7 separate regions of the Mus musculus genome follow, and regions 2, 3, 4, 5, 6 and 7 are each linked to region 1. Evidence: chromatin contacts called from public promoter capture Hi-C data. All regions are on one chromosome and are shown on one strand. Each heading gives the region's core, a stretch centred on a gene start, on an enhancer-like site or on the middle of the called end of the contact. The rest is flanking DNA. Distances are from core to core; before and after follow the strand shown. Region 1 holds the start of Srpr (signal recognition particle receptor ('docking protein')). Region 2 overlaps Fli1 (Friend leukemia integration 1). Region 3 holds the start of Fli1 (Friend leukemia integration 1). Region 4 holds the start of Esam (endothelial cell-specific adhesion molecule). Region 5 holds the start of Msantd2 (Myb/SANT-like DNA-binding domain containing 2). Region 6 has its middle 7.8 kb from the start of Hepacam. Region 7 holds the start of Slc37a2 (solute carrier family 37 (glycerol-3-phosphate transporter), member 2).

The links. Promoter capture Hi-C pulls out the DNA fragments that hold promoters and counts their contacts.
Region 2: a contact with region 1 is called in a promoter capture Hi-C map of pre-B cells, with 4 times the contacts expected there. The contact joins the enhancer-like site here to the promoter of Srpr in region 1. A contact is called at or near these places in 3 of 39 promoter capture datasets (the C10 cell line, pre-B cells and stem cell-derived epiblast-like cells), 1 of 115 datasets of contacts at active chromatin or transcription factors (astrocytes) and 1 of 9 other capture datasets (adipose tissue).
Region 3: a contact with region 1 is called in a promoter capture Hi-C map of pre-B cells. The contact joins the promoter of Fli1 here to the promoter of Srpr in region 1. A contact is called at or near these places in 2 of 39 promoter capture datasets (neutrophils and pre-B cells) and 2 of 115 datasets of contacts at active chromatin or transcription factors (astrocytes and large pre-B cells).
Region 4: a promoter capture Hi-C map of liver shows a contact between it and region 1, with 2.8 times the contacts expected there. The contact joins the promoter of Esam here to the promoter of Srpr in region 1. A contact is called at or near these places in 1 of 39 promoter capture datasets (liver) and 2 of 115 datasets of contacts at active chromatin or transcription factors (astrocytes and stem cell-derived neural progenitor cells).
Region 5: a promoter capture Hi-C map of liver shows a contact between it and region 1, with 6 times the contacts expected there. The contact joins the promoter of Msantd2 here to the promoter of Srpr in region 1. A contact is called at or near these places in 4 of 39 promoter capture datasets (hippocampal neurons, liver and pre-B cells), 1 of 115 datasets of contacts at active chromatin or transcription factors (pro-B cells) and 1 of 9 other capture datasets (liver).
Region 6: a contact with region 1 is called in a promoter capture Hi-C map of frontonasal cranial neural crest. The contact joins the enhancer-like site here to the promoter of Srpr in region 1. A contact is called at or near these places in 4 of 39 promoter capture datasets (cranial neural crest, frontonasal cranial neural crest, liver and 1 more) and 1 of 115 datasets of contacts at active chromatin or transcription factors (astrocytes).
Region 7: a contact with region 1 is called in a promoter capture Hi-C map of pre-B cells. The contact joins the promoter of Slc37a2 here to the promoter of Srpr in region 1. A contact is called at or near these places in 1 of 39 promoter capture datasets (pre-B cells) and 1 of 9 other capture datasets (macrophages).

What each region holds. Positions count from the first base shown.
Region 1 is chr9:35,209,710-35,213,070 of GRCm38.p6, forward strand. Srpr (signal recognition particle receptor ('docking protein')) reads left to right here and starts at 1,494. Exons shown (of 14, transcript NM_026130.1): 1 at 1,494-1,696; 2 at 2,283-2,366; 3 at 2,639-2,802; 4 at 3,011-3,171. The coding sequence starts at 1,580. Foxred1 (FAD-dependent oxidoreductase domain containing 1) reads right to left here and starts at 1,346. Exons shown (of 11, transcript NM_001291448.1): 1 at 1,098-1,346; 2 at 236-456. The coding sequence starts at 1,182.
Region 2 is chr9:32,424,042-32,427,402 of GRCm38.p6, forward strand. It overlaps Fli1 (Friend leukemia integration 1), which reads right to left. Exons shown (of 9, transcript NM_008026.5): 8 at 2,011-2,058; 9 at 1-264. Among named protein-coding and RNA genes, the nearest start is that of Gm31755, 14 kb to the left of the region's middle. Within about 2 kb of position 1,595, at least 4 of the 459 cell types and tissues checked have an H3K27ac peak or open chromatin away from gene starts, as enhancers often do. A contact at or near this core is called in pre-B cells, where this site is marked.
Region 3 is chr9:32,539,747-32,543,107 of GRCm38.p6, forward strand. Fli1 (Friend leukemia integration 1) reads right to left here and starts at 1,706. Exons shown (of 9, transcript NM_008026.5): 1 at 1,445-1,706. The coding sequence starts at 1,462.
Region 4 is chr9:37,526,461-37,529,821 of GRCm38.p6, forward strand. It overlaps Esam (endothelial cell-specific adhesion molecule), which reads left to right and starts at 1,629. Exons shown (of 7, transcript NM_027102.3): 1 at 1,629-1,830. The coding sequence starts at 1,761.
Region 5 is chr9:37,487,817-37,491,177 of GRCm38.p6, forward strand. Msantd2 (Myb/SANT-like DNA-binding domain containing 2) reads left to right here and starts at 1,505. Exons shown (of 4, transcript NM_146222.2): 1 at 1,505-2,017. The coding sequence starts at 1,508.
Region 6 is chr9:37,358,139-37,361,499 of GRCm38.p6, forward strand. No RefSeq gene overlaps it. Among named protein-coding and RNA genes, the nearest start is that of Hepacam, 7.8 kb to the right of the region's middle. Within about 2 kb of position 1,688, at least 135 of the 459 cell types and tissues checked have an H3K27ac peak or open chromatin away from gene starts, as enhancers often do. A contact at or near this core is called in astrocytes, where this site is marked.
Region 7 is chr9:37,254,021-37,257,381 of GRCm38.p6, forward strand. Slc37a2 (solute carrier family 37 (glycerol-3-phosphate transporter), member 2) reads right to left here and starts at 1,718. Exons shown (of 19, transcript NM_001145960.1): 1 at 1,279-1,718. The coding sequence starts at 1,337.

The DNA of each region.
Region 1 (3,361 bases), core at 244-2,743:
GAGTTCAGGGCCAGCTTCAGCCATATATTGAAACCCCATCTCCAAAGAGATTAAACAACAGTAGCAAAGTCTCTTCCCCTTCCCCAACAAAACAATGTTATTGCTGCGGGTCTTTGTTGAGGGAGGAAGAGCCTGGAACTATTTCTTAAGCTCCAAAGTCCAAAGCACAGTCCCTGCCCTCAATGCCACAGTCTGTGTCCTCAATAAGATGACTGCCCTTACTCCCTGACCTCACCGTGTGGTCCTGCTCCACCACCAGCACCCGAATGGCACCTCTTCTACTCTCCAGCTTCTTCAGCCAAAAGGCCACAGACAGACCAAGAATCCCACCTCCTATGATGACCACATCCGCCTGTTCTGGGGGCAGGTGGCTGGTGTCATACAGCACTTCATATTTCTTTCCAGGCAGGATGGAATCAACCTTCTTCTTAAAGTCAGACACCTTTGCATCCCAGTCTGCAGGACATAGTTACAGTTAGATGACTTATGTTCTTTTCTGCGTGGTTGGGGGTTGGAGGATGGGTACAGGAAAAGGGGGGCTGAAATAGGCATTTGGATTGCCACACCTCCAATGTCATCCTTTCTCATAAGATCAACTCATATGCAGCAGTATTGTTAGAACTTTGTTGTTTGGTCTTTGTCCCACCAGGCCCCAATATCATGGATCTCTAACACTGGAAGATTCAACTTCCTGAAATTACTTTCTGTTTCCCCATCAAGCGAGATGTGACTCACATTATTTAGCTCTTGCAGATCTCTCTCCCTCCTGAACCCCATTCTCAGATATGCCAGGCCCAGGGAACGAGTCCCTAGTATACTTCATACTGCACAGCCTTCTAAAGCCGGGCACCTTTGTAATGGTTTCTTATCCTTATCCATCATCGCCAGCAAGCTTCCATTTATATGGCATTGTCCACTGGGAAGTGCCTCCTTGAGAGCCATACACTTGCCTCGGCTCTTTGACCTTTAGTAGGCAAGCCTACCCCTTCCCCCAGCTAACTCGCTGTCCCGCCCGCACGAGGCAGGGGGTCGAACCTTGAAGGTCACATCTATGGAGGGTTTGGGCTCCCCAGAACCACTGCTGCCCTCAGCTTTACCCAGAGTAAAGCCTCCTTTGCGTGTGCGTAGCCCCCGGTATGGGAGGCCCGGGCCCAAGCCAAGACGCAGCGCTCTGCGAAACATGGCCTTAGAGCCCGGCTTCTTTCAGCTTGAGGTGGGTTCCCCTCAAGCCGACTCTGTCCTTCCTGTCATCGGTCCGCGCCACGGGGAATAGACACGAACGCGCCGATTAGCCGGCAGTGCTCTTCAGGCTCCACCCCTCCACGCTATAGGGGAGCTATCGCCTCTGGAGTCCCGCCCCTGTGTGCTATTGGTCAGGCTTGAGTCTACGTCATCTCGCGCGCCCTGAGCGGGAAAGGGGCGGGACCACGGAGGCTCGTAGCGGAAGTGCGGCTGAACCGGTTTCCGGGGGCTGCTGGTGTGACGTGTCCCGCGCTTGGCGCAGCAGGAAGCGGCGGCGGCGGACGCGGCCCGAGTTCCCGGCCCCGGTCTCGGCCTCAAGTCTTCTCCCGCTTCCGTCATGCTTGACTTCTTCACCATCTTCTCGAAGGGCGGGCTTGTGCTCTGGTGTTTCCAGGGCGTGAGCGACTCGTGCACCGGGCCCGTCAACGCGTTGATTCGTTCCGTACTGCTGCAGGTACCACCCCCGCGGGGCAGAACTCCGGGCTGTCGTCCCTCAGACCCAGACTGTGGTCCCCTTTCCAGTAGTCACTCCGCACTTTCCGTTCTGATCTCCTCAAACTGGTCGGTTACCGGCCACCCAGGATCGACTTCCTTGCCTGGATCACAGTATCCCGAAACTTTGCGACGCCCCCCACTCCTCCCGTTTCCGGGGCTCTAGCCACGTTCTGGCGTCCTAATGGACTCGAACTCCCTCTCCACTCATCCGAGCAGCGTGGTTTTCTGCTGTTTTGACGTTGGGTGAAACTGTGGATGCGAGAACACCTTTCAGGAACAGTAGATGGTTCACAGCTGCTAGAAGATCTGATTGTTTATATATGACTGTTTACTTCCTGGCTCCCACGTGTCCTGTCTCCTGTCCCAGCTTTACCCCTTGTCCTTACCTGGTGTCTGTCTGTCTGTCTTTTTTTCTCACGGGGTGCTAGAAATGTCCCAGAACTCCCTTGTTGAGGGCAGGATTATATCTGGTTATTTCCCAAACGTAGTCCAAAGTCTGGTTTTGCTGTGGATGTAGCCTGACTGCTGAAACGCTCTTTTTCCAGGAACGGGGCGGTAACAACTCTTTCACTCATGAGGCTCTCACACTCAAGTATAAACTGGACAACCAGTTTGAGCTGGTGTTTGTGGTAAGTGGGGGTATGTTAGAAAGACAAGTTATGTTCTCAACAGCATCCCCACTGATGAACCTAATTAATTGTGGGTATTGTGTATGTGATAAAGTGATAGAAAAAAGTTAGGAATGTGGAGGGGAGAAAGCAAGCGACTTCTGGGTAAGATTGTAAGCTTGGCTCTCCCGGGGCAGGAAACCTATCTCTGGAGGCTTGGGTTGAGTTGGCTTCCTTCCATTCTGGGCTGGCATGTAAGGAGATCTATTGGCTCCGTCTCCTTCCATAAACAGGTTGGCTTTCAGAAGATCCTCACGCTGACCTATGTAGACAAGTTGATAGATGATGTGCACCGACTGTTCCGGGATAAGTATCGCACAGAGATCCAACAACAGAGTGCTTTAAGTCTATTGAATGGCACATTTGATTTCCAAAATGACTTCCTGCGGCTCCTTCGGTGAGAGGCTTTCCTCCGTTCAAAGGGAAAATTTTCATGATTTAAGAGTGCCTGCCTGTCGGTGGCGCATCAATATTTACATGGGTTCAAACCAGTCACATTTTGTAGCTTGTTTCTTATAGTCCTTTTGATATGTGGGATCTTTTTCTTAAGTCAGAGTTGTCCTCTTGTATGGGTAGAAAGACCAACTAGTCTCTTTTCTCTTTAGTGAAGCAGAGGAGAGCAGTAAGATCCGTGCTCCCACTACCATGAAGAAATTTGAAGATTCTGAAAAAGCTAAGAAACCTGTGAGGTCCATGATTGAAACACGGGGGGAAAAGACCAAGGAAAAAGCAAAAAACAACAAAAAAAGGGGGGCCAAAAAGGAAGGTGTGTTTGAGTTTCCTGACCCTGCTAGGGCATACAAGATGTTAGCATAGTATTATAAAACTCTGTGGTACTCTTTGACATTGCTAGCCTCCTTTAACTTAATGCTCACCACCCTATCACTCCCTTGAGGCATTGTAGTCTCCAAGGTGTTTGGTCCAAGTTGCTCTTTAGGATTTGGAAGAACTGTAGT
Region 2 (3,361 bases), core at 345-2,844, 2.8 Mb before region 1:
TGCCATGGAAGTCAAACTTGTAGGCATACCTTTTGCCATGCACTTTGGTCATAATGTTTTTGTCATAGTAGTATCGGAGGGCCCGGCTCAGCTTGTCATAATTCATGTTGGGCTTGCTCTTCCGCTCTCCCCAGCGCCTGGCCACCTCATCAGGGTCCGTCATTTTGAACTCCCCGTTGGTCCCCTCCCAGGTGATACAGCTGGCGTTGGCGCTGTCGGACAGTAGTTCCAGGAGAAACTGCCACAGCTGGATCTGCCCACTCCCTGCATGCAGGAGGAAACAGAAGAACAGTAGTCTCAGTTCTGATTCCTAAACATGACAACTCATGTCCTTTCCCCACAACAAGAACAACCACCACCACCACAACCTTTATTGGTTAGGCATGGTGGCACATACCTTTGATCCTAGCACTTGGGAGGCAGAGGCAAGTGGATCTCTGTGAGTTGGGGGTTAGCCTGGTCTAGGAGTTCAAGACAGCCAGGGCTCTGCTACACAGAAACCCTATCTGGAAAAACAAACAAACAAACAAACAAACAAACAACAACAACAAACAAACAAATAACAAAACAAAAAAGGAAAGTGGAGACAACCCTTTATGTTTTCCTTTAGAAAACAGAAATAGGCACATGATAATTGTACACGTTTACAGGGCATGTGGTGATATTTTGACAGACATACATAGTGGTTGACAATCACAGAGGGGCAATTCACACACCCATCACTTCAAAAGCTTGCTCATCATCAAAGACGGGCTTATCCAGCTAGTTTCAAAAGGTACATTATGGAGCTGGAGAGAAGGCTCAGCGGTTAAGAGCACTGACTGCTCTTCCAGAGGTCCTCAGTTTAATTCCCAGCAACCACATGGTGGCTCACAACCATCTATAATAGGATCTGATGCCCTCTTCTGGTGTGTCTGAAGACAGATACAGTGTACTCACGTAAATAAAATAAATAAATCTTAAAAAAAGGGTACAGTATATACTGTTACTCTACTGCCGCCGCCAAAATGAGCGTAGTAAGCAAGGTTAGATCTTAAGACAGATTGTCCCAAAGGATGGTTGTGGTGAATGCTGGCTTTGTCCCAAGCTCTTAGGATCTCAGGGAAGCCAACTTTCCACATCCTTTTGTTAAGATTTTTGACCCTCCCCTTAGACCTTTCTACCTAGACCTGAGTCACTATCTAATCTCCATTTAGTGCTGAAATCCCTCAAACTATTCAACATTGGCCTTAAAGAGTGTCAAGTATCCAAGAACCTCTTGGGGGGTGGCTGTGGGGTAGAGCAGAGAGAAGGCACCTCATAGAATTGGGGTTCACTAAGCTGGGCTGTTTTCCAGAAAAGTGCACGGCTCTTAGTGTTCAGTTCCGCATGGGCAGAGGCAACGGGAGGGGCTGGATGCTGGATGGCTTTTTATCTTCTGGGCAGGAATGGTTTAGCTAAAGGTTAGGGAGGAGGCCCAGCGAGCTTGTAGCACTGCAGGTGCAGCAGGCACGTGGGCCTGGCTTTTGTTGCCTTGAGCTCCCCATCTCCATGGTTTGGGTTTAGAAGAACACATCCGAGAGTTATTTTTAATAGTGAATCCTTCACATCTTGTCACGTTCATTGTGTGTGCAACTCTCTTGGGATGCTTGCACTTCCTTTTTCAAAGGCTGGATAACTATAGCACTCAAGTCAAAACCACAACACTTGGGGACATTTATCCATGAGCCCTGGATGAGGAATAACTGAGAATAGCTTCCCTAACGGGGAGCTTCCATCTGAGTCATTTGCCATGGACATAAACCTCTGTCCAGAGGTGCTTGTTCTCCAGAAACGTCTTGTGGCAGCAGACCCTGCTACTCATGAACAGGCCCTGCCTCTTGTTTGTGCACAGTTGAATATTTGACTAAGGAAGCCCATGCAGTCTCCAGACAGGTGCCTGTACCGTACCGAGGAGTAAGGTTTCTGTGTAACCTTACAGATATAACGAATGCTCTGGAGGGAAAGGCTTGCAGGTTCAAGTTAACTCACCAGGGTTTGCTAGGCGGCTGCTGGTTGGCCCCAGGATCTGATAAGGATCTAGAAAGAAAAAAAAAGCTTACTTCATTCCTCAGCAAATAATCTGAGAGCAGCATCAAGATGAAGGAGACTTCAACGGTTCCTACTTTTATCTCAGGGCCATAGGAAAGCTTGATTAGAGGCCTTGATCAAAGTTATGGCCCAGTCAACGTAGACGAGTAATAGCACTCTTGCTTCATACCTGGTTTCTAAACTTTTAGATTATGCTGTCACTACCCCCCAAACAAAATCGCCCACACGTTTGGAAAGCATCTGGCTAAATTCAACCAGGCAGTGAATGAACTGAAGGATTGCTTATTAAACATGCTTAAAGCAGGTTCCTCAGCAATTACTAGCCATTAATAGATCTTTCTAATGCTGAAGACATTACGCATGTCTGAGTTTTCCGATGGACTATAAAAACCATTAGGTAGCCTGGGTTCTAGTCCCAGCTATGTCATGAACTAAATCATGGTTTGGACAACCTCTGGGTATTTGTTTTCTCAGCTATGAAGAGTGGGTTGGGCTGCTGGGCTCTCTTCCCTTCTACCAAAACTCTGTGATTTTAAGCTTGAAAATGTCAACACTAAGCAGAATTTGTATTTTAGCTATGAAGTCACTCCTTTTTAAAAACACACTGCTTTTTTCAATTATAATAGTAATTATTAATGAATTAAAAAGAATTAATTTAACAGTTCTTGAAGCCTTTCAGTCCACATTTTTTATTAAATTTTGATGAAACTGAAATTGTTTGAGTAGATATTCAATTTTGTTGTTGTTGTTGGAACTTGTTTAAAAATTTGCTCTACCTGACTTGGTTTTCACTTGAATTTCACTTTTTACTACAATTTCTCTTTCTATATTTTGGCTGGAAATGAAGAACCATGTTTGCACACCCCAAAGCAAATAGCTTGTTCAGATCTTAATTCAGATTCTTAATTAAGACAGCAGAGCTGAGTGCAATGGCTCTCCTCAGATCTGTGTAGGGTCTTCCTGTGGGACCTCTCCCCAGAAGACAAGTGGCCAGAGGGGTAGCTGAACAGAGGGCTCTGGCTCAGAAAAGGATTAAGTCAAGGTAGGTTGTCAACTTCCTGTTTGTTGAAGCAAGCAAGGAGGAGCAGGGGCGGGGTCAGGGTCAGAAACAAGGGCATCCCATCATAAGAGGTCATGCTACCGAGGGATTATAGACTGCAGTCTCTAAGTCATTTCTTTATTAAGGGTCTCCAGGTCCATAGCTTCAAAAGGTCTTATGTCTTGACTGCGTATCTACTAGGTGAAGGCATTTCTGTATGGTTTCGTAAAGCGTAAAATGCTTGGATAAGAA
Region 3 (3,361 bases), core at 456-2,955, 2.7 Mb before region 1:
ACCCCATTACAATCGGCTATCTCATCTGTCTTTGAGTTCCTTCAGTTGGTGCCTTTTACCTAAGTCAGCATGTTTCAGAGAAGGAGGGAGGGAGAGAGAAGGAGGGAGGGAGGGAGGGAGGGAGGGAGGGAGAGAGAGAGAGAGAGAGAGAGAGAGAGAGAGAGAGAGAGAGAGAGAAGAGACTCTTAGAAAATAAAAACACTCTGACCCCACCCAGAAGATAAAAATCTGTTAAATTCTCTAAAGCCAACAACACCTTCACCTCCTCTTCATCAAGCCATGAGAGGGAAGTGGATTCCTCTGGGTTCTGGAGAATGGCGGCTCTGCCAGTCCCCACCTCACCAGCCTGATAGTTTTTCCAGAGCAATTCCTGCTTGATATGCAGCCTTGAAGCTAACGTCTGCTCTCATTCATTCTCCTAAGTCCTCTTAGGCTAGTCACGTTAGGGGGTGTCCCTCGTCTCTGCTCCTGGCCCTACTTCCCCCTTTCGGAGGGAGCACTCGGCCTTTCTGAAGCGTGACAGGGAACCCAGACTCACAGGTCTGCTGGTCTGCACTTTGCAACCTAGACCCAAGCTGGGCCGGCGCGGGTGGCGGGTGGGGGTGGGGGTGCAATCGGCAAGCCCCAGGCCATAGACTCTGAACCAGCCACCGCAGGGGGACAGCTGTTGAAGGAGTTTAATTCTTACTGAGAGGACAGCTCCTGGATCCCTTGCTCTAAAGCAGGCGCACGCACAGTGTGCGGGATCTGAGGCACTGAGGAGCCGGAGAGCAAGGAGATTCCTAACCCGAGGAACTGCGAGGCGGGCCCGTTAGCTCCAGGCAGCCGGCGTCCGCAACTGCCGGGCAGCAGCAGTGAGAAGGGGGGAAGAGAAACCGGTCTGGCTGACAAGTAAACAGGGTCTTCCATCTGGACCCGCCGGCTCAGCCGGATCCTCAGACACCCTCCCTTGCACCCCTTGCCCTCCCGCAACTACTCCTCCAACTCGCTCGGAGGGTCGGGGGACCCCAGCCAGAGGCGAACGCTGCTCCTGCCCGCGCAGATCTCGGCCTCTGGCGTGAGGAAGCTGGCCGCCAGACTAGTGCCTGGCGCCGGGGCCAGGTCGTCTGGGTGCCGGGTGGGAACCGACCCGGCGATCTCCCGCCCGAGACTCTGCTCCGCGCCCCGGGTCCCCAGGTTTCAGCTGCCGGGTCTCGCAGCCCCTTCGGGCGGCACAGTGGGAGCCTGCGGGATTCCACAGTGGCGCAAGGAGTGAGGGGTAGATCGCCCTGGGCGGGAAGGCTGGCCGGCCTCCTCGGAATGGGGGACTCGCCACCCGGAGGAGACCGCGCGAAGCCGGGGCGCGGAAGGAAGGGAGAGCGGCCACGTCTTCCGGGACCCCGGCGCCCAGCCCTCCCGCCGCCCCGGTCGGCCCTCTCCCCGCGCCCACTGCCCAGCCGCTTACCTTAATAGTCCCGTCCATTTGGCCAAGTCTGCAGCCGAGCCCCCCAATATTCCACACATTGACCCGGTTACAGCCTGACCTCGTAGCCCCTTCAGATTAGCCCGGCGCGGCCTCTTTGGCGCCCTGGGCCCTCTCTGAGTGCCCCCTGCGAGCGCCCTGCCCTCGCTCCCCTGTGCACGTTTGTTGTTGTAGCGGATCGAAAAAGAGACAGTTAACCGGATGAAACTTTTTTTCAGCTAATTTTGGGAAGTGACTTCACTTTGCGATCGGGGAGGAAGTCCTATCTCTCTCTCTCTCTCTCTCTCTCTCTCTCTCTCTCTCTCTCTCTCTCTCTCTCTCATCTCGCCCTCTCCACTCTCTGCTCTCTCTTGTCTTCCCTCCCCCACACCCCCTCGTCCTCTCCTCGCCCTGCTTTTCGCATCACTCGCTATATAAATATACGCGGGATGCCCAGTTACATTCATGCACTGCGCACACAGGATACTTGCTCCTGGGAGATAAGAGCTGGCCAGGAACAATGACGGGGTCCACGCCCAGTATCCGCTCCCTGATTCCTGAAGTCTGCAACTCCCCCATCACCTTCCCCCCAAATCCAAAGCCAAACGCCTCTGGCCTCTTTCCTTTCCCTTGGGCCTTTGGCCGAAGGTGGCCCTCCTGACTCATTCACTTTCCGTTTCTTCCCACAGATACATTCATTAATGCTTTTTCCAGCCGGAGTCAAACTTTTTTGGGGATGGGAGGAAGACGGCGGAAGAGTTTGTTAGAACAGGGGATAACCTGGCGATGCTGACCGCCAGGGGAGATTCGGATGCAGATCAAGGCAAACCTACTATTTTTAAAAAGGAAGGAAGGAAGGAAGGAAGGAAGGAAGGAAGGAAGGAAGGAAGGAAGAAAGAAAGAAAGAAAGAAAGAAAGAAAGAAAGAAAGAAAGAAAGAAAGAAAGAAAGAGAGGAGCCGAAGAGAGTTTTTGCATCTAAGCGCTGGTCTCCGGATAGGCTCAAAGCGAATTCTGGGTCCCGCGGACCTGACCTGTCAAGGGCTCAATACCTCAAGCTTTGTTAGCAGAGAGATGCCCATGCTTTGGCGCGCCTCGACTCCGGGCTCCACAGCCCGCTAAGGAGGTAGACCAGCCACAACCTAGGCTTTTTGAGTTAAATTCTCTCACCTATCAGGACCCGACGGCCCAAGTTCTTCAATACCATCGCAGCCCCCAAGGAACTGACACCAGGGCGAGCTTGCCCTCCACACTACGCAGCAGGACCCAGGAGCGCGGCGAGCCGCGGCTCAGCAGAGACCCCACCTTGGATGAGAACGGGCAGTCTAAGGGTCCAAGCTAGGGACTGTCATTCCCAACCAGCGGCGTGGCCCGCTTTACCGGCTCGGTTCTTTCTGCTATCCCCCGCGCCTCCCCTGCTGGACCCAGGAGCTCTCTTGTTAAGGCTTCTCTGGGGTATCGGCGCTGGCGGCCTGACTCCCATCTCCCAGACTTTGAAAACAGGTTACCTTTTTCCACGCTCTTCAGACCACGCTGTGGACTTTCTCACTATTATTTAAGAGTCCTCCCGGGAAAAGAGGGGAAAAATTCCAGAGCAGATCCGAATAAATTGGAAAGGAAAAAAAAATCAAGAGGGTGTCCACGGCGGCAAGAAGGTGACTTATTAATTCTTTATTTCTTCAGGAGCAATTGCGCTCGCTCGCTCGCCTCCCTCCCTCCCCCCTTCCCCCTCTCCAAATTAGTCTCATCAATTCAGCTCCAATTTGGGGTTCGAATACAGACACGGGTCTGAACGTGACCAGACCTGGAGTGGCGGTGCAGCCTGCCAGCAATTGAGACTCGGTTTACTGTGGGGGGTGGGGTGGGGGCCGGGCCCACTCCCCCTCCTCCTGTCTGCTTCTCAATCCAGGGGTCTGCTCCGG
Region 4 (3,361 bases), core at 379-2,878, 2.3 Mb after region 1:
TTCCTTTTCCTGGGAGGAGTTATTCATTTGGAGTGACAACGTGGTCCAGGCAACAGATGAAGGGTGTTTGAAAGAGGTACTTATGGGACTGGAGACATGGCTTTGGGGTTAAGGGTAAGGATCTTCCGCAGCATTGGGGCTTGATTGCATCTTCTCATAGGGCAGCTCAGAATCCAGGGGATCCGACACCCTCTTCTGGCCTCTACAGGCACTGCACACGTGGTGCAGACACATGCAGGCCCATACACACTTTTTAAAAAATGTTTTTAGTATTCTCAAATCTAGAAAAATCTGATAGGCAAGGAAAACCAAGACAGCCCATCCCTAACATCACCTTTTGACAGTACAAAGTTTGAAAGCTGAGCTGCCAAAGAGGTAGATTCCATAGATGTCAGGGGCAGTCTAGTGTTTGTATAGGCATTTCGTAGAGCCACTGCATGACTGGTATTTGAAGAGGAGCCAGGCTGGGGCTCTTTAGGTAGGAAAAGCCATTGCACAACACTGGAGCTGATGGGGTGTGTAGAGATGAGGAGGCCAGGCTGCCTCTACTGCCTGACAGTTCTGCTCCCTCGGAACAGGCCACGTCAGACATTCGTGGCTATGCCTTCTGTCCTGCGCAGCAAAGCCCTGCCCAAATACTTGAAGCATATTTTTATTTATTGGCTGTTAGGCTGGAACCGGTGCGTTCCCCCTGCTGAAGCAGCCCGGGCCATCAGGGGGCGCAGAGGTGCCGCCACCCCCATCCCCGCCCCCAATGACATGGGTGGGGTGTGGGGTTGAAATTAAATTCACAGCGGAAAGATCTAGTCCTGGGAATTAAAGGATCAGAACTGGCCTAAGCCGTTCACTACAAGGATGGGCGGTTGCGAAGACACCAGCGGCTGTACAGAAGGGAAAGACATTATTTATATCCCGTCCTCCTGCAGCTGCTCCCTCCTCCCTGGTCAGCATTAAGCCTGTGACTGTTGCCTCAGTTTCCTGCTCACCTCCCTTGTACCAGGTCTTCCGTGTTTTCATGAGGCAAAGGTCCGAGACTCCCCCCAGACCCCCATACACTCCGCCTCGGGCCTCGGTTTCTGGAACTCTGGAGAACCAGCCCCTCTCTAGCCTTAGGAGCAGGAAGGCCTGTGGCGTCAGGGCTATGTTGGATGTCTTCCCCAGAAGCCTCGGGCCTGAACCGGGCGGAGAGAGGTGTGGGCTAATAAAGTTCGAATCCCCATTTCAGCGGCTGCTCCTAACCCAGCTGAACCCACACTACACAACGTGGGGGCTCCCCTCTTCCTCCGAGAAGGCTGCTCTGCTTTGATTCGGGATGCCGCACGCCAGGCTTGGAGCGGCCGTTCTGACCCCAGATACAGGGCTTTTATTGTCGGGTCGGGGTCACTTCTTAAATTTAGGTTAGTCCCCCCGCCCCCATTCCTCCTTTTTCACCCTCTATTCCTGACACCTGCCCTGGAGGTATGAGGTAGAGGCCGGCGGATCCGGCTGTTTGAGCCTGGGGAGAGCTCTCTTCCCCCGCTGCGAGTCACTAGCGCGCCGCGCCCGGCAGGACGGTGACCTCTCCACCCCTTTGAATGCCCCGCCCACTGTCCAGTCGGTCTCCACCCCACCTCCCCATCCGCACACCCGCTGACTTGGGTTGGAGCCACCCTGGTCAGTAGCCTGGTTCCTGTGCACATTCGGGTTGCCGCCGCTCACCCACAACACCTGTAGACACCGTGTGTCCAACTCTCCCTGAGTACTCCGGGCCAAGGAGGGCCATGATTCTTCAGGCTGGAACCCCCGAGACCAGCTTGCTGCGGGTTTTGTTCCTGGGACTGAGTACCCTTGGTGAGTCAAACACCGGGTCTGGAGGGCTTTGATCAGGTAAATCTGATCCTAGGGGAGGACTTTAGAGAGTGGGTTTGAAGGGATTTTTGTTTGACATTCTTGTCTTTCCTCATTACTCTCCACTTCTGGACATCACTGGTTGGTGCTACACTTTCTGCCTTCTATGGCTAGAACGGCTTCCAGCTTTGGTGTGGTGTGTGGTGTTGGGGAGGGGGATAAAGGCATCTCCAGCCAAGACCTCTGGGATGAGTTAAGGCAGTTATTCCTGTCTACTCTCTACCCCCACTCATCACAGCTGGATAAGCTGAGGCACTGGATGAGACAGTGACTAAAGGCTTAAGGACTTAGTTCCAGTCCCCCCTCCCCGCACCCCTCATTCAAGCTGATGTGAAAGATCCCTGAGGGAATGCCTGGTCCTCAGTCTTGACGCAAGTACTTCAAGCAGTACTTCACGTCCCAGCATTTCCCCACCAAGCTCTTTTCTTTCCTTCCTGCTTCCTGCCCTGGAAATCAAAGGAGATGCCCCCAAAGCCTGACCATGAGGTCATTTGGACACAGGAAATTCGGGAAGAGGTCAGTTGCTCAGACTCCAGCACACAGCCTACCATCAGGTCTACCATCGTCCTTATCTTTTCTCAGATCCAAAGGAACAAGGAAAATAGGGAGAGGGTGCCAAAGGGTCCAAGAGGAAGGGGACCTCCTGAAACAAGTGTTTGGGTGAGCTCTCCAGGACAACTATCTTAAGCAGGAGCTGGAGGTGGCCCACCCAGTACTATATCTGGAGAGAAATGACTCAGTAGGAACTAAGTCCCTTATAAGCTATTCCCCAGGCTGTTTTGCTCTCTGGGTTTAGAATCCTCGCTTTAACTTCTTCCTTGGGCTAGAGGATGTCAGAGCAAGTAAGACCTGGAAGAATGTAGAGTAGATTCAGTGACATTGATGGGGATCTCCCTGCTCCCACCCATGGTTTCTTTCGGCCTGGTCTGTGTCCTAGTGGTGTTGAGGGCATGAGATCTTAGGTTCCCAAATATGAGTCTCAGAGCTTCTGTGCCCTTCCCTCCAAAGCTTGGAGTGTTTCCTGTGCCTTCAGCTTCTCAGCTCTGCTTTTGCACCTTCAACCTCAGCTTCTGTTTCTTTTCTGCATTCTTCCTCAGCTTGGCCCTTACTGTGTTGGAGAGGGCAATGTCAGCCTCCAAGCAAGGGAGGAAAAACCTATATTGGCTGCCTGAACATCACAGGCATCCTCTGTAGGTCACCCGTGGCCCCTCCTTTTTCTCTTTCAGCTTTTGAGTTTGATTTTGTCATATCAAAGATCCAGAGCCTAAAATGCTACTAATAATGCCACGAAGGTTGCCCTTCTTGGCCTCTGGAGGGTTAAATGCACTCGCTGCTCCTGGGGAAGGCACAAGGCAACCCTCCCCCCCCCCCATGTGCTCTTTCGTGGCTCAGAACTGTCCCTGGAGCGTGAGAAGCCCACAAAGGGAGTTTCTCAGAGAAATAGGGAAACTAAAAATAGTAGCCCTGGGGAGAA
Region 5 (3,361 bases), core at 255-2,754, 2.3 Mb after region 1:
ACTCTTACAAGGGACTCAGAACCTGCAGATGGCTTGCAAGTCTTGTAATTCCAGTTCTAAGGGATCTGATGCCTTTTGCTGACCGTTACCAACATCAGGCCCCTTCACACATACACACATAGGCAAACGTTTATACACATAAAACTAAACGAACACATTTTAAAATGAAGTTTAATTTTGTGTGTAAGTGTGGGGATATGGGTGGCATGTCCCATGTATGACGGTCAAAGAACAAGTCATGAGAGCAGGTTGTCTTCAGTCATTGGGCGGGCTTGGCAGCAAATACCTGTACTGGTTGAGGCATCTTTCTGCCACTACTGAGGTTTTAAAGTTAATGATCTGAGATAAACAGGATTTCCAGCTTTAAAGAATATGGAAATTGACTAGGTGGTGGTGGCAGCTCAGGCCTTTAATCCCAACATTCCAGAGGCAGAGGCGGCAGGCGGAGTTTGAGGCCAGCCTGGTCTATAGACTTAGTTCCAGGACAGCCAGGATAACACAGAAAAACCTTGTGTCAAAAACCAAAATAATACCACACAAACAAGGTTATATCTTATAGCTATATGATACTTCAATGTTCAAGACTTTACGGAAATATTCAGGAGTGAGTGATGAGTGCTAATTTACTACTAGGTCACAGGAACAGTTTCATTTCCTTGAACTTGACTGGGAAATTTTAAACCAGTCCCAAATCCCAGTGGACTGAGGTACCGGAGTAGCTATTCTGCTGGGCTCTGGAGCTCTTTCATGTCCCCATTATAGATACTGTATAAAAGCAAGAAAGACATTTACTTTATCATTGGCTACACAGTTACTCAGAGGAACAAGAAAACAAACGAAACGAAGCTTGTGGGTGTGGCTCAGTGACAGGGTGTTTGCCTAGCAGAACACGTGAGTGCAATCAGAGTTGCTATAGAGGCTGAGTTTCTTGAAAAGCTAAAGCGTGCAAACTCTAACTCATATCTGTTCTCGAAAGTCTTGTCCAGAACCACTGCAAGCAGCCTTCCCGCTTTGCCTTCCTCCACATACCCTTTGTAGGGTTTCCTAGTCTCCAGTCTGGACCTCGGTTCCCGTACCTAAAGGCGGGCTTAGAGGGAGGATAGGCTCAGGGGCGGAGACAGGAAAACAGAAATAGCCAATTCGTCCTTAATTCGAGGCCCTCGCGGGCCTCACCCCTGTTGTGAGGGTTGAGATTGGAAAGGAAGTGGGGAGGCTCCAACCAGTCCTTCACTCCCGCGCCCTCATGCCCCCACCCTTCTCTGCTCGGAGCTTGGGTGCGCCGGGTCCCAGCTTCTCCTCCCGGGAGAGGAGCGGCCGGCACCAGCTGGCTGGAGGGGAAAGGCGAAGATTTGCGGGCTGCTTGGGCCAGCCAGACACATCCTCCGGGCCCTCTGACCGCGGCGAGCCACTCAGCCCCGAGCCAGGCCCCAGGGCAGCCCCGGAGACCCCGGTGGCCGGATGCAGGGGTGCGTCACTTCCGGGCGGTGCAGCGGCGGCGGCTTGGAAGATGGCTGCGCCCTGTGGCTCGGAGCTGCCCGCCAACTCGCCGCTCAAAATTCCGAAGATGGAGGTGCTTTCCCCGGCGTCTCCCGGCGACCTGAGCGACGGGAACCCATCGCTGTCCGACCCTTCCACGCCTCGGGGAGCCTCCCCTCTCGGGCCCGGCAGCGCGGCGGGCTCGGGGGCCGCGGCGTCCGGGGGTCTCGGGCTGGGGCTGGGGGGCCGCGGCGCTGCCTCGTCCTCGGTCTCCTTCTCGCCCGGCGGCGGCAGTGGCGGGGCTGCGGCGGCCGCTGCCGCCGCCTGCCGGGGTATGTCGTGGACGCCGGCAGAGACGAACGCGCTCATCGCTGTATGGGGCAACGAGCGGCTGGTGGAGGCGCGGTACCAGCAGCTGGAGGGAGCCGGCACGGTATTCGGCAGCAAGGCCCCTGGGCCGGCCATGTACGAGCGCGTGTCCCGGGCCCTGGCCGAGCTGGGCTACGAGCGGACCCCGTCCCAGTGCCGGGAGCGCATCAAGGTAACCGGCCGCTCTGCCCGGGGCTGCGAACCAGAGGCAGAGAAGGCGGGGAAACGGGCCTGGGGGCGGGGGCCGGGCCGAGCGCGGGGCTCCCCTCCCGGGCCCCGGGTATCCCTTGTGTCTGCTCCGCCTCTTTCTTCTCTCCCTGGGAAGGGGCGCTTCTTTCCAGATGGCCGCCAGCCCGTAGGTTTCCTGAGTTTGAAGTTGGGCGTGTCTGCCGCCGCCCCTCTTTCTTGCCAATTGAGGATGTTCCTGCGCTCTGAAGTTGGTAGTTTCTCTCATTGTGCGCGGGGCCCGCAACTGTCGCGGGTGCTGTCGCCCGCACTGCTTTGTTCCCAGATAGAGGGGCTCCCAGACTGAAGCTTTCCAGCTGGGATGGAATTGAGGAAGGGTAGCAGAGGGCCGGATGAGCGCCCAGTGTAAGATTTTTTTCCTTTGCTGAAGTTTCAAGAATAGAGCATTGGGACGGCTGGCCTTTTGTGTCAGTCGCTTTGCTTGTCAGTTGAGGTGATACAAGGACTAGCAAGATTTGAGGTGCTTTTGGAGAGCTGGAAAGGCTTAGTGAAAGAAAGGTCGTGTATTGTTATCGTGGAGGTAGAGGACAGTAGAGGACACCTTGAACGTTAGTCTGCTTGAAGGTTCTTTTGGAATTTGGACTGGCGATCTTTTCAGAGTCAGGTTGCCTTGAGAGTCAGGAGGCTTCTAATTCTGAGGAAGCCCTCTCTTGTCACCCAGGTTTTTTCTGCTTTAGTTAGGGTGCCCGGATGCGGACAAGTAAAACCGAGTATGCATCTGGCCATCCTTATGCATCAGCATGTTTAAATGTGGAGGCTTAATGTGGGTTAATTTTACCATCAGCCTGCATATCGGTTTACTGTTTCTAATGCGTTGTCTAGGCCTTCGTATCTGCCTTTGCAGACAAGGAGCTGTACTTTAGTTAAGCTCTTCCCTCTTACTAGTGTCTGCTCAGAGTTTCTCCCAGTTTTCATTGAAAACATTACATTGTGTTTACCTAGTGTTCACTTCTCATAGTGAAGGCTACTTTTTCTGGGGACGAAAAAGAGTCACAACTGAGAATATCACATTAGCAAACAACCATAAAACTCAGTAAGAATAGTTGTTTAAGTAAGGGTAATCACACTGAATGGGGGGTGGGGGGGATTGTGCCATAGTTCATGAGGCCTTGGCTCCACAGATGTTCATTTGGAGACGTTGTTACTTAGAAAATTTGTTCCAGAAACAGCGGTTTCATTGTTAACTGTTAGATTAATTTTACACCCATTAGAAAGCAAAGTTAGATTATTTGATTATGTTCATTTGAGGATTCTTATTGAGCTCCTTTGT
Region 6 (3,361 bases), core at 438-2,937, 2.1 Mb after region 1:
CACCTGGAGCTGGAGTTACAGGAGGTTGTGAGCTGCCCACTGTGAGCATTGGAAGCCAATTCAGGTCCTCTGGAATCACAGGAAGTGGTTGGTCTTCACGGCTGAGCTACCTCTGCAGTCCCTAAGCACACTCTTTCTTTCTACTCACTGCTTTCTTTGGAACCTGGCTGAGGGCAGATAGTAGTATGCTTGCCTAGAATGCATGAAGCCCTGGCTTGGATCCCCATCCTCACACAAAACTGAGAAACAGCCATAATCCTAGCTTTCAGAAGATGGAGGCAGGAGGATCAAGCAGTTCAAGATTTTACATATCTACATAGTACATTTGAGGCCAGACTTACTGAAGGAGATTCTATTATTAAAACACACATGCACACGCACATGTGCACAGCACACACACACACACACACACACACACACACACACACACATACTTAAAAGTAATTTGTAAATAGCAATCCAAATGTACTACTACTAATCTACTACTCACTGGAAGTTTAGATACAGCTTCCCCAACTGTACTTAAGCTCCTAAATAGGGATAGTGCCAACTATTACTGATTTTGATTTTGGGTGCTGGGACTGATCCCAGGGCCTTGTGCATGCCAAGCGCATGCTCCACCACTGAGCTCCTGCCGAGGCCAGTTACTGCTTTTGAATATGCCGCTTCCCTCCCCGTGGTCCACCATTCTTAATGTTTAGGACATAGAGTTCTTTTCACACAGTAGGCAATTATTGGATGCTGGCCAGCTAATTTTCATTTCTGTGCCTCCCTCATTGAGAGGCGGATGAGAAGGGAGATGGAGAAGGAACCCTTGCCTGGGATGGTGTTGGTGGGTGGACACCATCTGAGGACCAAAGAGAAAGGAGACAATGGTGCTTTTGAGGAGTGGGCATCATCTGTGGCTTCCTGTGATTCACAGCCTGTTTATAGCCAACACCAAAGCCTTACAAGCATGGGGCTCCAGAGATGCTCCCTAGAACAGCCTTAAGTTTCGAGGGCAGCATCTTAAGTAGGTCAGAGAAAGCTGGCTGGTTCTCTCCAACTCTTTAAGGCCAATTAATTTCTTCCCTTTGTTCCTCTGGAGAGCTTCTTGAATAGGGCACGTTTAGCAACCATAGCCACAAGTCTAAGTTCCTCTGGGTTTCTGAGGGGGTGGAAATTCTATTCAGAAATCAAATATTTACTCTCAGCACAAAAGACTTTGATGTGTTTTCAGCTTCCAGGACAGAAATGAGTGCACCTTCTTTCAACCTCTCAAACTTTACCCAGGAGCCCTGGATCCCTTGGGGGCATTACATATTTCTCCTAAGAAACCCTGCAGCATTTGGAGATACATATCTCCTCAGAAACCCTTTCCTCTGAGTGTCTTATCATATATAGACAAATATCCAGGCAGCCAACCCCCTGTTCAGGGTGATGGGCCTAGGAAGGGGAGGGGATGCCTTCTGACTCCTCTACTTTCTATTTGATATTTCTCAGAAGCCACTTAGATAAGGCCACCTAGGGAAACTTTAGAAAGAAAGGAGGGGGGGGGGAATGTCCTTGGAGAGGGCCATTCCTCACTGTCCAAGCTTCAAAAAGCTTGTTTTGCACTGAGAGAGCTACTTAATCTGCCTCTTGTGTTCAGAAGTTGCTGGTGAGGCCCAGCCCTGCCTCCTCACAACAAAACTGCACACAAATTCCTTGTTTCCCAGGCAACGCTTCTCAGCTCTACAAACTAGCTGGCTGCTGTTTGCCCTGCAGCCTCTCTCCACCACATCGAATTGAACTGAGAAAAGCAGCAACTACAGCACTATTTGTGCACAGGCTTACGAATCAAAACTAAAAATACCTTTGGCAATAGTGGGGAGGGAACAAGGAGGGAGCAAAAAGGGCTGTCTCACATCCTGAACTTAGTTACTAAGATGGCGGTAAAAAGCTGGACCAGAGTTGAGATTCAAGTACATGGGAGAAGGACTTCATGCATCGATTAGGCCACTAATACAGAGAAAGGCCTAAGTTTTCTTGATTGTCAATCTGGAGTCCTTGGTTTAATCTGTCGTAGCTACATGATCTTCTTAGCAAGTTGCTAACCCTTTGGAAGTTTAGGTTTTCTTTGTAAAATAAGGTTATTTATATTCGTTAAAGTAGGTGCTAGGAAAAATGGATTAATAACTACAAGTACAGAGTCAGTTGAACAGAAAGAAACAAACACACACACACAGTGTGGGGGCAGGGAGTTACGAAAGGAAAGACACTTGGGTGGGATGTTTCCATAGAAGGTCCTGTGTAGATGTCTGGGAAATTATCCTGCTTTTACCCTCAGCAGCAGCTCTGACCATGTCTGGTAGTAGTGATGTAGTTAGTGATGGATAAGTATCCCACCTTTCTTGCCCCGCAATGGGGTTGGATAAGTCTGAGACACATTCTTCACTGCTTTCCAGAGTCCTCAGGAAGGTTAAATCCTAATTGTCCACAATGGAAATCCACAATGGAAATCTGCATGATAGGCTGGCTACTTTCATTGACTTCCTTCACTTCTGTGTCTCATTCTCCAACATATGACAACCTGTTGTTTACTCTGTTTTCCTAGCTGGAATTCACATTCCCCTTCCAAGCGTGTAGGTTCCTGTGGGGATAGGACTGAGGTTCCTGCTCCTTTGCTGGCTGTTGATGGCTCTTAGCTCCTAAAAGTGACATAGTGCCTTGCCATGTGACCCTCACCACCAAGCAGTGTACCTCTTCAAAGTCAGAAAGACAATCTCTCTCTCTTTCTCTCTCATTTGCATTAGTGTGACTTAATCAAGCAAATGACTAACTTATTACTGTGGTGGGGCTGTTCTGTTGTTAAGAGAGAAAGGAAGGGGGCTGGGAATCAAACCCAAGACCTTGTGCATGCTACACACATAGAATGTTTAAGTGCGGTATGGCTGAATCTGGGAGGACTTAAGGGAATTGAGGTGAAAATGATCAAGACACATTGTGGGAAATGCTCAAAGAATTGGTAAAAACATATTTTTAAAAAGAATGTGAGTGGGATGCATTTTAAGAATGTGAGTGGGACCAATTTTTCTGAAGGCTGGTGGGGGATGGGTGAGGCATGACTATACTGCAATCCTGGGGACCATGTTGGGATCTGTGGTCCATGGGGCTACTGGAGACCATGAGGAAGTCCATGCCACTGGAAACCATGTGAAAGTCTATGATCCATGCATGCTGCTTCTGCCTGTTCTGGACAAGGAAGCTTCTTTTGCAGTGGTATCAATGACTGCAGACTCATAATTAAGAATGAGAGACATTGAAGGCTTCTGTGACACACACACACACACACACACACACACACACACACACACACACACACCAAAAAAGAAAGTCTAGA
Region 7 (3,361 bases), core at 468-2,967, 2.0 Mb after region 1:
AAGAGTCTTAATGTATAAATGAGCTTATTTATATTATGCTTTTTAAAATTGTGGTAAAATATACATAGCACAAAACCTTATCATCTCAACCACCTTTAAATGTAAAGTCAGGGCAGCTAAAGTCAGGGACAGCAAGTGTACTGTGCGCCCATCGCTACCATCCACATCCACCTTACGGCAACTCTCCCCTCCCCTTGAATTCTCTTTCTACCCAATTATGACATCTTCTAGCTCCTTCATTATGAGGGCAGTACACGCTCTCACTCTCGTGTTCATCTCCTTTTGAGAGACATTTTCTCTCTTTCTGAAAACATAAAACTGTTTAATAGTTCCAAATGTAGAAAGGACCACATAAACCATCTAAAGAATGTTTTAGATGATTATTAGCCTGAGAGACCTTGAAACAAAATGACTTATTTTAAAACCAGGCCAAATTGATGACTAAGTATCTGCCCAATCTGACCCTTAGTTTAGTTTGAGAATTTAGATTTGAGATTGCTGTGTCATCTGTTTTGTTTTTGTTTTGTTTTTTTTAGAAGCCAGCAACTGGCTATTTTGTTAAGTTTTATAGTTTATAAATGACGGTAACTAACAAAATGTTTTAACACTCTTCCTTCCCCACCTCTTGCAGACCAAGTACACTGCTCCAAAAGCTCAATGGAGATTGGCTAAAACCTCTTCTCCCAGCACAAGGGTGACCTTGTGGTCCTGGGAGCAGCTGCTGTCAATGCCAGCTCATGCTTTTAAGGGTGACCACCCAGTGTTGGAGCAGCTGCAGCTCTGATCCCAGAGATCTTGCCCTAGCTAGGTATCCCTGAGACTGGAAGGGTCAGACAGGCTTAATAGAACCAGTGATTTCTGGCTTGTTAACTAATCTAATCAATAGGGGCCTTAAGCTCTCTGGCTCCATTTATATTCTACCAGTTCTTGGCCTGGGTTCCTCAAAGGCAAATCCGGATCCTCCAAATACACAGATAAGACTTGGAGGCACTCCACAGGTACCCGCTTGTGCGCTTGTGTTTGCAGATACGGGGTGGCAAACCAAAAAGGATGAAGACTCCTAGGCACCCTGTTTGTTCTTCACCGGGGTTAGACAGAAGTCTGGGCTAATGTGGAATTAATAGTTCTGTGTTACTAAACTTCCACGCCTGCGCCACCGAAGGAGCCCTGCCAGATAGAACTAGAACCCCATCCCCCACTCCAGGGACAAGCAGAAACATCCGCCGCCCGAGCAAGTCTCTGCGCGTCTTGGCAGCCTCCCTCCCCAGCCCTGCTCACCAGCTGTCCCTAGAGAAGGCGCGAAGGAACCAGACACCAGGAGCCAGGGAGGACCGCATCTTGAGGCGCCGGCACTCGAAGCTGAGACTATGGAGGGTGCAGAGCCGGCGCGCGTCCCGGCCAGCGGCGGCAGCGATTTAAATGCCCCGCCGACTGGCCCGCCCCAGGCAGGCCCATGGCCAGAGCCTCCGCCCCTTGAACATGACCGGCCTGCCCTCTAGGTCGCGCCGAGTGCAAGTCCTAGCTATCCCTCTGTGCTCACTAGCCACTGTTTTCTATGTACTGCCATCTGTTTTCTCGAACTTTCTCTCCTAGTCAGAAACCAGCAGTCTTGAGTTTCCTGGGGCTCCTCTTTCTTGTCTGGGCTTTTCCATTTCACTACCCACGAGGGGATGGGGAACTGAAAACAGCAGTCCTACAAGTCATCAACTCTGTGTGACGTTGGGTTTCCTGCAGTGCTACCTGTCTTGAGCAGTTCTGTGCCCTGACACAAAGCAAATCCGGTGCTCTGTGTAAGTGAACGCAGTGGGACCACCGCGCTGACTCATGATCTGCGGGCTCTCTTTGGGAGCCCTGGAAGTGTCTCAGGGAGGAAAATGATCCCCAAACCCACCTCTCAGGTTCTGGTTCTGCTTGCTCAGACGAATCTGAGTTCACTGAGTCTGCTGGAGCTTTCCTAAAGCTCCACTAGCCAGTAACTAACTATGTTGCCAATACTCCAATCTCCACTTTCCAGGCACGCAGCCAGGTGGCAGTGAAGAGCTACAAGGGTCTTCCGTGCTCATAAAAATGACTGCCTCTAGCTTAAAGATTCAGAGTAAATTTCCACCTATAAAAAGAAGCTGCGACGAGATTCTTGTGTACGAAACCAAGGGCAAAATACTGAGGGTGGAAAGGGAAAGTATTCGCCTCAAAAGTAAACTTTTTAATAGTACATAAAATAGGAATGGGTTTAGCCCTTACCCCACCCACTCCTAACTCTTAGGAGTGTCCAGTATTCAGAGCAAGGTCAAGGAGGTGCAGTAACAACTCCACCAAACAGTGGACTCAGGATAATGGGCTTGGCTTGTCAGCCCTGGTATCAAGCAGAAAAAGGGTAAGCAGAGTTATAAAACCCTTGGATAATACCAGCAGTTGGGAGTATGGGTCTAGTGCCAGAAATAAAGGCAACAAGTCAAGGGCAGGGGTAAAGGATTAGAGGAAGGAGAAGGCAATAGGCAGGAGGCACAAATGCCATGTCGTGTAAAATGCTGGAAACCAAGAGTATCATGTAGTACAATTCAGTGAAATCCCTAAGTACAGGGTCTAGGGAGATGGCTCAGTAAGAGCACTTCCTGTGCAAGCATGAGAACCGGAGTTTGAATCTCCAGCATGCACATAAAAAAGCAGGCATGGCTGCCCAGGCCACTGACCTCAGCACTAGGAGAGGAAGACAAGTAGAGCTTGAAAGCCTCACTGGCCAGCCAGCCAGCCCCCCAAACCGAGTGTCTGTTATTCAGTAAGAAACCCTGTTGTAAGACAATAATGGAGAATGACAGAAGACACTCAGGGTCCTATTCTGGCCATCATATGTGCATACACAGGCAAATGTACCAAATAAAATAGACATACATACACACACTAAATAAATAAACTCCACATCCCTTTTTTACCATTTAGTGAAGTGGGGCATACATGGGTATCAAAATAGGTAACATGACTTTAAGCTCTCATCTGCCCTGGGCACTTCAAACCCAGGTGGCAAACACTCCTGATTAAACAGAAGACACACAGAGTGAGCTGGCATCCTCAGAATGGCAGCTACTGATTTCTAGAGGACTAAGAGAAGGATCTGGTTGCCATACAAATGAACCAAGGAAGCTGCAGCCATGCGAGGTTATTCAGTAAGTAGACATCAGTGGAAGAATGGAGAGACTATTGCCAGCGCTTCTGTGGTGCTAGCTAGACTTCAGCAGTGGAAGACAGCTGTCTCTCCACTTGAAAGATAGTCACACTGTTTGTTTCACATGCTTTTCTAGAGGTGTGCTGGTATCTTCCATAGTTGCATCTGCTGAGTGCTGGAACTGTACGGTGCTCATAAGCT